Linked DNA regions of Danio rerio: region 1 is linked to region 2. A link is a contact called in public Micro-C data. All regions are on one chromosome and are shown on one strand. Each heading gives the region's core, a stretch centred on a gene start, on an enhancer-like site or on the middle of the called end of the contact. The rest is flanking DNA. Distances are from core to core; before and after follow the strand shown. Region 1 holds the start of igf2b (insulin-like growth factor 2b). Region 2 holds the start of mrpl23 (mitochondrial ribosomal protein L23).

Evidence for each region. A called contact is a pair of places that touch in the nucleus more often than the background predicts.
Region 1: a contact with region 2 is called in a Micro-C map of caudal fin, with 19 times the contacts expected there. The contact joins the promoter of igf2b here to the promoter of mrpl23 in region 2. A contact is called at or near these places in 8 of 18 Hi-C or Micro-C datasets (caudal fin, embryo, fibroblasts and 3 more) and 2 of 4 datasets of contacts at active chromatin or transcription factors (caudal fin and embryo).

Annotation. Positions count from the first base shown.
Region 1 is chr25:25,253,178-25,256,449 of GRCz12tu, forward strand. It overlaps igf2b (insulin-like growth factor 2b), which reads right to left and starts at 1,939. Exons shown (of 4, transcript NM_001001815.1): 1 at 1,782-1,939; 2 at 321-471. The coding sequence starts at 1,850.
Region 2 is chr25:24,983,793-24,986,844 of GRCz12tu, forward strand. mrpl23 (mitochondrial ribosomal protein L23) reads left to right here and starts at 1,646. Exons shown (of 5, transcript NM_001002052.2): 1 at 1,646-1,729; 2 at 2,277-2,399. The coding sequence starts at 1,713.

The DNA.
Region 1 (3,272 bases), core at 689-3,188, 270 kb after region 2:
GCTGTCTCCATTCCATCCAGCCATGTAAAAGGACAAACAACTCTTTTTTTTTCAATTGAGTGTAGCCTGGGAACATTTCTGGAGAGGTGAATGGAATGCCACTTGGGTACTATTACTTTCCCTGACGGAATGTGCAAGTAAACAACCAGGCCATTGTGGCTCATTTAGCATCCCTTTCATATGCAATCACAGATATCGCAAGAGAATGCGCCCAGTCAGCACAATCTGCCGAGACTTTGGTCGTAACCTAGGTCATTCGTGACATGCAATTGGCAGGACTCCTAAGCAAAAGCAAAGAAAATGCTGAGAAGTGTACGTACTGAAATAGAAGCCTCTGTCTTCACACACAAACTGTAGAGCGTCCACCAGCTCTCCGCCACATAACGTTTCAGCTGAAGCAACTTCGAAGGCAGACAGGGTTAAAAACAGTATGCATATTGGCATCCGTATGGACCAGAACATCTTTATGACCTGCAAAGATGACATGCTTTAGTTAGTTCAGTTTAGAGAGTTTGCATTTTATTTTTAATGGACAAATCTTGTCTCTTTATTTATCTTAAATGCTGAACATAATGCATATTCCTCCTTCCATAAGTATAATTAGAATTCTTAAGATGTTGACTTTAGTAATGCAATACTTCCATGTGTGAATGCATGGAAATTGACTCCTCACTTATCTGCTTGATTACATGGTCAATTTACAGTATGGAGAAGCATGCCTTTACGGTCTATACATAATGCACTGTTGTTCACAACAGACAATTTGCCAGTGTACTCAATGCACATTTGCAATTATATGCACGCCTTTTCAGGTTTGAATAAAAATAAATAAAAATGTGTCTAAATATCTGCTTAGCAATCTTCAGCTTAATGCACAATTAATAAGGTTGCAATCTTGCTATTCATAAAACAAACAAGAAACTAAAATTTATAAGTAAACTGAATTAAAATACTTTTTGTAGTTATGAATGTAATTTTTCACACAAAACAATATCAAGTATTATTCTAGAGAGACCTGTTGATCATCTATCCCTAACGTCATGCATTAGGCATGTCATTAGTTCGTCCATCTTATTAAATCAGGCATTGTAAATCTTCATTACACATTCATGCATCGACTTTTTAATTTTCGGCTTAAAGATGAATTGCTTATCCAAGTCGAAAGGCTTTATCTTGTCCTTTACATTCTTACACAACGTTCAACAAGTTGCAAGACTTCTCAATCTACCAAGCTATCTCATTCCTTTCAACTCAGCATATAGTTTCCTTAAATCCAAGTCATTTAAAGTGCTGTCGCCCCCTCGTGCAACATTCTTTCTAGTGTGCGCGTATCCAGAACGTAATGTCAAGTCTTTTATATATATATATATATATATATATATATATATATATATATATATATATATATATATATATATATATATATATATATATTCGCAGTCGCTTTTCATAATACAGAAAGATTGTAAGGTGTTTTACAGAAATAAAGTTAATAACTTGAATTCTTCATTGTGCACATTCTGCAGTTTAGCGCTGTCAAGATGATCTGGTAATTGTTAAGAATGTCAAAAACATCCATTTCATTACGCGAACCGCTTCAGCAAAGGAACACTGTTTTAAATCTCCTTAGTTTATCGACCGTGCCAGTTTCAGATTTTTATGATGCGACTCAACAGTTTCTATAAAGCTTCTCTTTTTATTGGTTTGTTTTCTATTCAAGAGAACAGCACGAAAGCAATTGTCTCCAAATATGTCCAAGGTTCTTAAAAGATTTTCTTTACCTTATTTACGAAACTGTCTGTTCTCGAGCAGGTATGGCAAACAGAATGATGTTTTAGTTGGTCCTCCATGACAACGTGAAAAAATGCTGTGCTGTTGTATTTGGTAGTGAAGGTCGGATTAAGTCCCCTAGATGGTGTTAGGATGTTGTGTGGAGCTGTCCCAAAATCAGGCGACAGGCAAAAGTTCTCTGAGAGAAGTATTATATACCCAACCCGCCCCTAAACACCCTCCACCTCCCGCACTTCTTGTGCGCATGCCTGTAAACCAGCAGTCTAGCCGAGTTCTACACTGTTTCCACAGAATCCACATTAAAAAAGTTCATTAAACTTTAGAGAATGTCAGCTCAACTCCTTGTTGAAATGGCTGACTTTGTTTGTTGTTTTGTTTTCTTAACACATTATAAAGTTAGAGCAGAATAGAATTAAATCTACATCTACAAAGAAAGTAAATCCACAATGAAATAATTAATGAAAACAACGAAAGATTCATAGTTTAGAAACGCCAGCGTCGTCAAAATCTTTCCATCAAGATATCAGAGTTCTGACAGGACAATCAGTGTGTAAATTCTTTTGCAATGTGCAGTGTCCGGATGATAAGGAGAAAGGATGAAACGCTCCATGCCATCATTTCCTCTGATAAACCACCTGCCTTATCGATCCTCACGCGAATAGTGGCGGTAATGATGGTAATTCACTTTACAGGCTGACCCATTCAGAGCACTGAGAGGATAATGAAGAATTAGCTGGACTTGAATTGAACTTAAATTGGTTTGATTGAATTACCTGGAAATGTCATCCATCACCTGGCAAAGCAATAAGGGGCCATTATTTGATGCAGATGTTATTTTTCGTGGACACTAGTCTACATCTGATATGAAATGCAGGGCCAAAGTGTCTATCACTAACTTAGAGTACTAAAATGCCCTTTAAAGTTGTTTCAAATCAACATGTGGAAGTAATATATGTATGATATAATTATTAAATGCATTATATGAACTATCAGCCCCGTGTTTATTTTTTCCTCAATTTATGTTTAACAGAGAGAAGATTTTCAACACATTTCTAAACATAATAGTTTTAATAACTCATTGGTAATAACTGATTTATTATATCTTTGTCATGATGATAGTAAATAATAATTTACTAGATATTTTTTCAAGACATTTCCATACAGCTTAAAGTGACATTTAAAGGCTTAACTAATTAACTAATTAACCAGGCAGGTTAGGGTAAATGCAAGTTATTGTACAACAGTGGTTTGTTCTGTAGACTATCAAAAAAAATAAATAAATAAATAAATTAATTAATTAATTACTAAAAATAAATAAATAAATTATATATATATATATATATATATATATATATATATATATATATATATATATATATATATATATATATATATATATATATATATATATAATCTCTGTTAAAGATAATTTGGGAAATATTTAAAAAAGAAATAATTCTCTGTATATCAAAGTGTCAAAA
Region 2 (3,052 bases), core at 396-2,895:
TGTTGTGTTTGTATTTAAGATTAATGTATGTAACACCATTGTTCTGCGAGACATGCCATTTCTTTCCTCTGTATGTCCACACATGTAGCGGAATGACAATCAAGCTTGACTTGAAAAGAAATTGTCATTTATTTTGGGTGAACTATCCCTTTGAAATTATTTTCAAATTATTTAAATCATTAAATTATATTGTTTGAGGGTTGTTGCTGCATTCCATATTTGGAAAGAACGTTCAAAATACCACTTTAAGTTGGATATCTGACTTAAAGGCAGATTTATCTTTTTTTTCCCTTTTTTTTAAAAACAAGAACAATAATAATGCACAATATCAACAACACTGACACTTGAAAAAAATTATAAAAAAAACATTAAGAAAATACAACAAACAATATATGGATTAGGACAACACAGTGGCGCAGTAGGTAGTGCTGTTGCTTTACAGAAAGAAAGTCGATGGTTCGAGCCTCGGCTGGGTCAGTTGGCATTTCCATGTGGAGTTTGCATGTTCTCCCTGCATTCGCATGGGTTTTCTCCGGGTTTTCCGGTTTCCTCCACAGTTCAAAGACATGCGGTACAGGTGAATTGGGTAGGTGAAATTGTCCATAGTGTATGACTTTGAATGAGTGTGTATGGATGTTTCCCAGAGATGGGTTGCAGCTGGAGGGGCATACGCTCCGTAAAACATGTGCTGGATAAGTTGGCTGTTTATTCCGCTGTGGCGACCCCAGATTAATAAAGGGACTAAGCCGAAAAGACAATGAACATATGGATTAAAAGAATAGACTAAATTCATAACATGAAAACCTTAAATCCAGCTTATGATGGGGTGAATGCGGTTTATCTGGGACACTTTTTGCAATTTTGACTTTAGCTCTCTATTTCAATGTCTGTCTAACTGATTAGAACCACATTTTAGACTTTTCTGAAATCCCTAAGATGTTTTTTTTTTTTTTTTAATCTGATTTTTCACATGTGCTGAGTATGAGCTGATGCATTCTGGCAGAAGTTACAGGGTCCCGTTATGCAAGTACAATAAAAATAAACAGTATTTTGTTCCTTTTTTATTTAAATTGATCAATGAGCAAGTAGGGAAGGATGGTCAAAGATTATGACGGGATTGGTTGGCACAACAGAGGGCAGTGGGGTCACATTGTATCACATTGTATTTAAATAAACACACAGAAGCTTAGGTATCACAGATTACTCAAATTCACCCTACGCTATTTTTTTATTTATTGCAGATGTTTTCGGTGGACAGTTAGCATTTTAAGTTCAATTTGTTTTATCATTGGCATAATATAATGAAATGTAACGAGTATATGACAGGAACGCATTGAGGACCCGATTGTTTATAAGTCGGAAATACAAATGTGACACGGGGAAACATGAAGAAATGACCAATCTTTTATAATAAAAGTTCTCATATAATATTTAAGAAAATCGTATAAATATAAATCATTACTTTATAAATAGACTATGTTTTACTTATTTATTAATTTTTATTAGGCATTAAACTTGCATTCGTTTAGTTCACCTATTAGGTAAAGTTCTCCAGTTTTTGTATATTTAAATTTGGGAGGGCTTTTATTTTGAAAATCAAAACTCCTGTCTGCGCAGTTTTCAGAGGACGACAGTGTTCGAGGACCTTGAGCACATGAAAATAAAATCAAAACACCACATGCCAAACTAGAAATCCGGAACATTTGCTGATTATGGCGAAACGGATAATGTGAGATTTTTAAAAATGTTTCTTTAGTTCGTCAAATAAGTAAAATCTTTACTGATGTTATATAACTTATATAAACCGTGAAAATTGCATTAGCCTAACTTACCTTTAGCTTAATGCAAGGTGTTCTTGTATATACATTTAAATGATACTTTGAATTTTTGTATTAATAATAATACTCCAAATATTTGTCGATGTATTACGTTTTCCTGCTTGAACGATAACAACCCCCGCTTTTAACGTAGAAACGTACCATGGTAATGCAGCACATTGAAAATAGTGCCATTTTTTGTACTTGATTACAAATGTGAACAACGACCACGTCGTTCCTATTTAATGGTACTTTTATAATAGGTGAAAACTTTAGTATTAAGGCTGCTTATTTATTTAGGGACATGTAATCATCACAGCAATTGCGTTGTTATATGACTATGCTAAGAATAGTCCATACATGCATGCATTCATTCAAGTGCTACGGTAATTTGTTGGATTTTTAGCTATTAATGAAATTAAATCTGTTCAATATGTGATTTTTTTGTATTTTGTTTAGATACCCTTTATACCAACTGGGTAACCCCCAGCTGAGAATATTCCGACCTACCTTTAACATGACACTGGTCAGACCAGGAAAAGAACAGCCACCTGATACAGTGCAATTTCGTATTTCTATGGCGTAAGTATTTTGTTATTTTCATTAATGAAACTAGTCGTGTATTAAATACTTTTGTAATTGAGGTAAAGTTGGTTTAATATTCACACATTTGTTCAGTGACAATTGTGACACACTCCCTATTGTTTTCCACAGCACTTTGAATATTCGTCTGAAATAACCTGCAAGTGTGACGTGAAAACAACATTAACACTGTTTATTTGACTGTGAACAATGTTGTACTTTGATTGTCAATATGATTTCACTGTTTAGAGTTTGCAAATAATACATTTATGAAATTATATAATTAAGGGAAAAGTCCAAATGTGCGAATGTAATACCAACTTTACCTCTATTTTTTTAACATGTCATAACAGAATTTCAGTTTACAATGATAGTTGCTGTACTTTCCACTAGGTGTCAGACAAACCCCACAAATGCCTTTCAATTCGAGACTGTAAATTGCAGAGTGGGGATCTGATTGCACATGATGATCACAAAGAATTAAAGCATCTTAAGTGAAGCTTAACTGTAATTGCAGGCCGGTTAGATGCAACACTGCATTTCGTTACAAAACACTGGATGACGTTTCGGTGTGCGGTTGCGTGCCAGATGATGCTTTGGTGCTCCCAGACTCTCAGATTTGTTTACAGCTCGTTCGCCTGCTTAAGATCCAG